Linked DNA regions of Sus scrofa: region 2 is linked to region 1. A link is a contact called in public HiChIP or PLAC-seq data. All regions are on one chromosome and are shown on one strand. The core of a region is the stretch at or near the end of the contact, and the rest is flanking DNA. Distances in the headings are between cores, read along the strand shown.

Region 1 (4,427 bases), core at 638-3,137:
TGAAGACTATTTTTCCATCTTTCTGTAATGGTCTTCAGAGTGTGCCATCTTCCCACCACTTTTCTTAAAGAATTTTTGAGTGAAACAGAGGCCAGATCTGGAGCCTTGTTTTGATCTGAGGTTGGTTCGGTGGTGACATTGAGTTTAGTTTAGCGCCGCGATGATGCTGGCGGTGGTGCTGGCATCTGGCAGTCGTGGCGCTCTCACAGGGCAGCAGGGGGTGTTCTCAGGGCTCTGCGTGCTCACTTTATCTGATTCCTTCCAGCTGTCACATGGGCTAGCTAGGTGCTCTCACATCCCCATTTTCCAGATGAGGAAACGGAGGCTCAGCAGCTTAACTGCCCTGCTCTCCACTTAATTCCCAGTCCCTAATCTGGCGTCTGGGGCCAATCGCTGCTCCAAAAATATTTGTAGAAGGAGCAAATGAGTTCGCCCAAGATCACAGAGTGCACAGACGGTAGGGCTGCCTTTAAGCCAGACAGTCTGCCTCCAGTGCAGTTCTTACAACATCGTAAGCGTCCTGGTTCACCGTCTTAGCCCATCCCAGGACGTGCATGTGGGCCCCCACCGGAGATCGCTCATCCGAGCTCCGAATAAATACCCATGTCCTGTGGGAAGCCTGGTCACCAAAGTGTGCTCTGCATTGTCACTCATCAGACATTTCTGTGGGACGCACAGGAGCTGGCCCAGGCTGCTTTCTCAGAGCGAAGCTAAGAAAACGAAGTCTTGCCTGTATCACAAGCTCAGCACCCCCCACCCCTCCCCCACTTTTTTGAAGCTCTTCCCTTTAGTAGGTGGTTCCAGAAGCATTCTTTTCCCTGCCTTCCCAGAATGAGTCCCAGTATTTTATAAGATTAAACACATATGATAAGAATAGAATCCCAAAGAAATTTCAGGGCAAGAACGGGAACTTACTTTTTTTTTTTTTTTTGTCTTTTCTAGGCCCGCACCTGCAGCATATGGAGGTTCCCAGGCTAGGGGTCCAATTGGGGCTGTAGCTGCCAGCTGCCGGCCTACACCACAGTTCACGGCAACGCTGAATCCTTAACCCTCTAAGTGAGACCAGGGATCAAACGCGCAACCTCGTGGTTCCTAGTTGGATTTGCTAACCACTGAGCCACTACGGGAACTCCGGGAACTTCCTTTTGATATTGATATTTCCTTAGGTATTTAATGGCACAACTCAGATCTGTGCTATTTTTCTCCATATTCTTTGTAGGTTATGGGACTCACAGCCCTGAGGATGGCTGACCAGGTTCACTACCACACATCTCCGCCCAGTTTTGCTTTTTCAGCGTGTGCACTTGGGTGGGTGTTGTGTTTGCAGCAATGAGTTGGATGTATCAGGTTAGGCGGCATGAATTTGCCATTTTTGTACATTGAAGATGTCAAAATATCTGAAAAAATGGAATGTCAGAAATTCCATGTGATTCAGCCTCCTCTAAGGCAGTAGTTGAATAGCAGTTTTAAATAAGTAAGGATCAGATGTCAGGACAGAAACGTCCTGCTGACAGTGACTGCCTAGAGTGAGCTCAGGTTAGAGGCCTTTGCTGTCAGGAAAGGTTTGAGATCAGTAATCGCTAAATATTCCGTAGCTTTTCTAGGTCTTCCAGAGAATGCAGCACATAAACGTTGGTCCCTGTTCTCAAAGCACTGATCCTCCAGGTGGGGAGGCGAAGCCAGCACTGGCAGAGGCAGCTGGGGTACCAGGACTTGTGTAGTTCAGGGCCAGCTGAACGTGGCAGGTGGTGGGGGTGGAAGAAGGCAGGAGGTGATTGCCCGAGGCAGGCTCCACCCAGTTCCCGCTCAGGATGGGAGATGCCAATGAGAGGAGGAGGGCCAACAGGGCAGAGGCTCCGGAGGGTCCAAAGTCGGCTCCCGCGCATGGCTCGTCTGTTGCCAGGCTGAATGGACGGGACGTCACCTCATGGTTTTCCAGCACTGTGTCCAGATGGTTCTGGGGCCCATCCATTGTGTGCCAGTTCCTGGGTTCCTCTCTTTGCTGTTTGCGTCTGTGCTTCCAGGAGTACAGCTGAAGACACCTGCAGCCAGCCCCTGAGGCTTGGAAACCACTGACGGGCCAGTTTCTCTAACGCAGGCCGCAGCCCAAATGCATCAGAGCTACCTGGCAGGGCTTGTTCAAAACTCAGACTATTAGGCTCTGCCCCAGAGCTGCTGAGTGAGGATTTCTGGGAATGGGCTTGGCAGACGGCATGTTCAGCAAGCTTCTCAAGCAGTTCTTGGCACACCGACATTTGCGAGCCATTGCGGTCGTCGGCTTGGAGGGGATGCCTGGGCTGTCAGGGTGTGTGCTTTTTGTTGCTGGATATTTAAGGCATCTCAAAAAACTGTTGTGATTAGAGCCACACATGAACTTGTTCCAGAAACCAGCCTAGACCCGTGGGCAAGGAAGTCGAAGTCACTGTAAATAAGGGTCAGCCTGGATGTCCCTCTGTGGGCAGGAGTGCCACGTCAGGGAGAAGGAAGTGGGTCCACAGGGCCCTTTGTCGTGGACGCTTGCTGCTCAGGAGATGGCCACGGTCGCCTAACAGCCCCTGGCCTCTATCCCACTGGGTCCATATTGGTGGGTCTCCAGCGGAGCGCACGCACCACCCGCGCCAGGCTGACCAGATGCTCCCTCCTGGAATGTGGACAGAGGTGCTGATACCAGCTGTGGTCGCATGCCTTCTGTCCAGGCCCTTTTGCCCGGGGACTCCGGTGGCTCCTCCCTTGCTGGTCTCTCGAGCTGCCTTGGTTTCTCACCGTCTCCAAGTCCCTTTCTCTGGCCTGCAGTCAATTCTGGGAGTTCCCGGTGGCTCTTCAATGAAGTCCCTTTTGCCTGAGGGACCCTCAAGTGTTGGAGGGGTTGCTGGTGACCTCCCTAGGGGTGCGGTACGAGGACAGGACCACGCCTGAGCCTTGGAGACACCCCTCTCATCTGGGGAAGAGTTTGTGACCAAACTCAGATTTGGAAGAAGACAGAAAGAATGCCAAGCCAGCCGGCAGCCAGGGGACAGAGGGGGCAATGAGGGCCAGACACTCTCAGCCGAGAACTCTGGTGCAGCTGGACATCGGGAAGTCAGGTCTATACTTTGCTGGGTTCGTTCCTTGTTATATTTTTATGTTTTGCTTTTTAAAAACATCTTTTTTTTTTTTTTTTGGCTGTGCTTGTGGCACATGGAAGTTCCCCAGTCTGGGATCAAAGCCAAGCTACAGCTGTGACCCGAGCTGCTGCAGTGACAGTGCCGAATCCTTAACCCACTATCCTACCAGGGAACTCCGAAAAAAATCTTTTGGAAAGTTCCTTTTGAGTACTTAGGTGATCCGAGGGAAATGAAGAGTGGAGAGAGAGGGGGAAAGGTTTGGTCCATCCCGAGGCAAGCAGAGCTGGAGAGGTTGCGGGGGAACCTGGTGGGGCCTTTCAGACGTGGCGAGAGCAGACTCGTGTGGCGGAGCGATGGCGCATCGTCTGAGCTGAGAGGTCCTTCCTTGCCGAGTCAAGGGAAGACTGTGTCTAGGAGGGCAAACTGCAGGCAGAGGTGCTCTTTCTTTGTTGCCACTGTGGTGTAGCTCCACATACGTGTAACTGCTGTGTAACCACATGTCTGTAATTATCACATGTGTGTCACTAGTAGAAGGGGACATCCGGGTATAAATCAATGACAACTTTAAAAGCTTAGAAAAATCAGCTCCTGGGAGACTGAATGTTAAAGAAATGGGTGCCTGGTTTGGAGGAGGAAGATCCTAAACTGAGTGTAATTTCAGAGGCAGTAGGATATTCACTGTGAAAACATCTGAAGAATTATTGTTGGAGTTCCCATCGTGGCGCAGTCGAAACGAATCCGACTAGGAACCATGAGGTGGCAGGTGCGATCCCTGGCCTTGCTCAGTAGGTTAAGGATCCTGCGTTGCCATGAGCTGTGGTGTAGGTCACAGACGCAGCTCAGATCTGGAGTGGCTGTGGCTCTAGTGTAGGCCAGCAGCTGTCGCTCCTATTAGACCCCTAGCCTGAGAACCTCCGTGTGCCACAGGTATGGCCCTAAAAAGACAAAAAAAAAAAAAAAAAAAAAAAAGAATTATTGTGAGTTTCATTGGCCACATGATACAGTATAAAAGGTCGTTACCTGTATCCAGTGAGTTTTGTGTGGGTGAAACAGATTAACATCTGGCTTTTAAGATCCTCCAGCAACAAACAAGCAAGAAGTCAGGGATAAACAAACCAAACACCTGACCCCGTCACCTTCTCTCAAGTCTTTGCCGCTTTTATCTGCTGTTAGTTCCCTAAATGACAGTGTCAGCTGAAAACCGAGGGGTTACTCCTGCCTCTTTTTTTTTTTTTTTTTTTTCTTTTTAGGGCTGCATCTGCAGCCTGTAGAGGTTTGCAGGCTAGGGGTCGAATCAGAGCCATAGCCACCGGCCTACATCAC
Region 2 (4,427 bases), core at 945-3,444, 79 kb before region 1:
AAATAATAATAATAATCCAGCCCCCTTAGAATGAAGAGCAGGACCCCCTGCCTTCCCCCACACTGTGACCTCATGCTCCATAAATAGCCACAGTGAGTGGCTTTCAGCTCCTATTGCAGGCGGTGTGTGACCATGCCTGTCTGCCCCTGCATTTGCCTCTCAGCTGCCCAGCCCTGACTGCCCCCCAACACACACACCCCTCCCACAGGCATGGCCAGACCCTCCTGTGATCTCTTCCACACGCGTGTGCCTCGGCTGTGCTACTCCTCACACCATCTCCTGGCCCATCTCCTGACCCACCCTGAGCTCCTTGAACTTAAGACTGTGGCTTCCCTCTGTATTTGTGGGGCTGGGCCCCCGGCCCTGGCGTGGCCTTGGGTAAATGAATGGACGGGGCTCTGGGCCTCGGAGCCCACAGTCCTCCGGAAAGGCAGGAACGTGGAGCCAGTTCTCTGAGTGCTGTCTCCTGGTCCCCAGGGTGGCCAAGCCGACCTGACAGCCTGGCAGGACTGACTTTGAACCAGAGGAAGTCAATACTTCTCTGGAAAGGTCGCCTCGCTGAGAAGGCCCAGCTGTAGGCTCCAGGGAGGAGAGCAGGCTGAACAGAATGCTGAGCTCATCCCTTTCTTGTCCTCAGTGCTCTTCTGTCCATGACATATATCGATCATTTTTCCTGGCTACAAAAGGATGCATAGTCATTGTGGAAAGTCGCTGGGGAGGATTAGCTGTTCCTGCTGTGGCGCAGTGGGTTAAAGGATCCAGTGTTGCTGCAGCTGTGGTGCAGGCCTCAGCCGAGGCTCAGATTCAATCCCTGGCCCAGGAATTCCATATGCTGTGGATGCAGCCAAAAAACAAGAAAAAGAAAAAAAAAAGAAGAAGAAGAAGAAGAAGAAAGTCATTGGGAAAGATTAGAAACAGCAGAAGAGCTTAGAGATTCCTATCTCATAGTTGGAGTAACTGTTACCTTGTGTTAATTGCTTTTCTTTCTTTTTTTTTTTTTTTTTTTGTCTTTTTAGGGCCACACCCACAGTATATGAAGGTTCCCAGGCTAGGGGTCCAATCGGAGCTGTAGCCGCTGGCCTACACCACAGTCACAGCAACACGGGATCTGAGCTGCGTCTGCAACCTACACCTCACACAGCTCGTGGCAATGCCGGATCCTTAAGCCACTGAGCGAGGCCAGGGATCAAACCTGCGTCCTCATGGATGGTAGTCAGTTTCGTTAACCAATGAGCCACGACAGAAACTCCTATCTTCTGTTAATTTCCCAGCAGCCCTTGAATACTTACGTATTTCTATTATAAAGTTGAGACCATACAGTGTAACATTTTAATATCCTTTTAAAAAAAAAAATGCTATGGCTGCTCCTGTGACATATGAGGGCAGAGACTGAATCTGGGCCTGAGCCGCTGCAGTGCCAATGCCAAGTCCCCAGCCCTCTGTGCCACAAGAGAACTCCAGTGTGCCCTCATTTTTTTTTTTTTTATCCGCTTTTTACTGTTGGACATTGGTTTCTCATGTTTGCTGTTAATTATAACAGCAAACATTGACTGAGTTTCTTCCAGGTTCCATGTCAAGTGGCACATAACATTAGCCCAGGGAATCAGGCAGGAGCTGTCCCAGGCCCACTTTCACGAGTAGAAAACTGGCCCGGGCAGTGACAGGTTCAAGGCCATGGAACAGGTCATGCAGGTCCAGGGTGTGGCCAGCAGAGAACGTCCAGGAGAGGCTTACGGGCCATGTGCGTTTCTAAGCAGAACAGCGTTCTAGCTGAGGAGCAGGCGTCACATAGGCAATCGGCACAGCGTGCCAGGAGGGCACGAAACACTGGAAGGGTTTTCTGCTGCCTTGTTATTCTGGGTCTTCACCTCCAGGCGCCTTTGAACGTGCTAGTCGCCTTTGAGCTCCGGTCTCTCCCTGCCCCAGCTCCGCACAGAGGACAGACGCCCTGCAAGGGCCAGTTCCAGGTCCCCAGTGCCCTTGGCAAAGGCCTCTGTGTGGCCGGTCTCCCGTGGAAATGCCACCCTCATGCTGTGACTGGTATAGACCCTGGGCCAGCCATCCCGGGGCGCAAGGGACCCCGTCTAGACGTGGCCCATTTCATTAAGGAAGCCCTCGTCCTTTCTCTTCCCTGCTTCTTGGCCCTGGAGCGGCAGTGCTGGCACGGGGGCTCCTCAGGCCTGTTCCAGCCTCTGATCACACTCTTGCTTGGCGAGACTTTCCAGGGAAGGTCCCCGGCCTGAGCCAGCTGGGCGGTCCCAGGGCTCTGCCGGCTTTCCCCCTCGGAAGCCAAGGCTGCCGGCTCAGGCTCTGCTGCTGCCAGAGAGCCTAAAATAGGTCATTTGGTCTCAGGGTTACACCACAGACCTTGTTAAAATAGCTGTGGTCTTGGGCAACCCAGCATGGAGCCAGCGGCCAAGGGGAAGGCCACCCGTTGCAGACACTTCCAGAGACCCAGCAGGCTCCCCCCTCTGCTCATCACCCTGCTTGACCCTCTCAGCGGCCTGTGGGTCGGGGTGCTGGCACGAGCTGGCCTTCTTCCTGGAATGCTCGCCCATGCCTCTGGCCCCTGCCCTTTCACTGCCTCCATGCCACCCTCTGTGCCCACCCGGGTCGGCCCGGCTTCCTCTTCTCGTTCTAGAACTGCCTGCGGATCTGTCCACATCATGTCAGGAGCCCCGCTGGGCTGGGCTCTGCTGTGTGTGCCGTCTCGCATTTGGCCATGGTCCAGCTGTGGCACAGAGCAGGGGTCTGTCGGGTCCTTTGGAGACCTCCGAGGCTCCCTCTGTGTGGGGACCGGCTGCCAGGGGTTCTGAGAGCCCCTCTGCCCACGTGCGGCTCCGAGGCTTCTCTCAGAGGTGCCAGGTGATCACCAGCTCTGGACTGAAATTACAGTCAGGCCCCGGGAGAATTCACCCGGTGGGATGGGAAGCTAATCATTTTTAACGTTAATCAACACTTCCATGAGAATTCCCTGGAACCTAGTGATAGTAACATTGGACCAAAAAAAATCTCATATACGTTGAATCCAACTGAAAACTCAACCAGAAGGACTTGGTATGTGAGAACCTGCATCACAGAAAAAGAAAAAAGCATCCAGGAGCTCCCCCAGTGGTTCAGTGGGTTAAGGACCTGGTGTTGTCGCGGCTGTAGTTCGGTTCAGTGCTGTGGTGTAGTTTTAGTCCCTAGCCTGGGAACCTCCGCATCCCTAGGGCATGGCCAAAAAAGAAACAAACAAGCAAACAAAAAACAACCCCAAGAAAAGGTGAGGGTGGGGCTGAAGAGCAGAGCTGGCCGCTCCTTACAGCATCTGGTTCTGGCCTGCGCCTGGCTGCCTTCACCCGCCTTGGCGTGATGGGTCCTGTCCTGTTGAGCTGAGAGCAGGGGCCTCCAAGCCCTTGCGCACCTCTGCACCCACCTCCCAACACCCCGGCAGAGGCAGACCACTCTCCCAGAGAAGAGCATCAGGGGCCGCTCAGGCCAGCGATGGCACAGTCCTGCTCATACCAGGCCGTTGATCTGACAGCCCCCAACCTCGAGCTGCTGGCCCAGCAGGACGGACACGGGAACGGACACGTAAAGAACTTTAGGTGCGTCGTGGCTCAGTGGTAACAAACCCAACTAGTATCCATGAGGACGCGGGTTCTATCCCTGGCCTCGCTCAGTGGGTTAAGGATCTGGAGTTGGCGTGAGCTGTGGTGTAGGTCACAGATGCAGCTTGGATGCTGCGTTGCCATGGCTGTGGGGTAGGCCGATTCAGCCCCTAGCCTAGGAACTTCCATGTGCCATGGGTGTGGCCCTAAAAAAGACAAATAATAATAATAATAAAGTCAGTGGTGACTTTTCCCTGTCGGTGTCTGTGGATCCTGGCTGGAGGCAGATAGCTGGGGGCCAGGGATTAAATGGGCGGTGAGGACTCAGGGGCAGGAATGATGCTGCTTTCAGAATGCTGGCTGAGAAGGGACAGCAGCTCAGGGGTGGGGACCATGTGTAGCATCGAGTTCTTGGAGTGCAGGCCACAGACCACACCTAAATTACAGAGAGCACGTGCCAAAATGCAGGCACCAGGGCACATCATCCATCCCACCCCTGATGATTAGAGAGGCTGCCGGGAGAGCCTGGGAACCTGCATTTGAAAGAAGTCCCTGGAGGAGTTCCCGTTGTGGCTCAGTCGGTTAAGAATCCAACTAGTTTTCATGAGAATGCAGCTTCAGTCCCTGGTCCTGCTCATTGGGTTAAGGATCTGGCATTGCCATGAGCTGCAGTGTAGGTCATAGACGCGGCTCAGATCCCATGTCGCTGTGGCTGTGGCATAGGCCTCAGCTGCAGCTCCAATGTAGCCCCTAGCCCCATAACCCCATAGGTTCTATATGCTGCAGTTGCAGCCATAAAAAGAAAAGAAAAGAAAGGAAGAAAGAAAGAAATGA

Evidence for each region. HiChIP or PLAC-seq counts read pairs in DNA pulled down with a chosen protein or histone mark.
Region 2: a contact with region 1 is called in an H3K27ac HiChIP or PLAC-seq map of skeletal muscle. The contact joins two enhancer-like sites. A contact is called at or near these places in 2 of 47 Hi-C or Micro-C datasets (liver and skeletal muscle) and 1 of 2 datasets of contacts at active chromatin or transcription factors (skeletal muscle).

The regions. Positions count from the first base shown.
Region 1 is chr6:70,118,456-70,122,882 of Sscrofa11.1, reverse strand. The region is part of intron 2 of CLSTN1 (calsyntenin-1); the gene reads left to right. Among named protein-coding and RNA genes, the nearest start is that of CLSTN1, 45 kb to the left of the region's middle. Within about 2 kb of position 1,887, at least 8 of the 83 cell types and tissues checked have an H3K27ac peak or open chromatin away from gene starts, as enhancers often do. A contact at or near this core is called in skeletal muscle, where this site is marked.
Region 2 is chr6:70,197,463-70,201,889 of Sscrofa11.1, reverse strand. The region is part of intron 3 of CTNNBIP1 (beta-catenin-interacting protein 1); the gene reads left to right. Among named protein-coding and RNA genes, the nearest start is that of CLSTN1, 34 kb to the right of the region's middle. Within about 2 kb of position 2,194, at least 14 of the 83 cell types and tissues checked have an H3K27ac peak or open chromatin away from gene starts, as enhancers often do. A contact at or near this core is called in skeletal muscle, where this site is marked.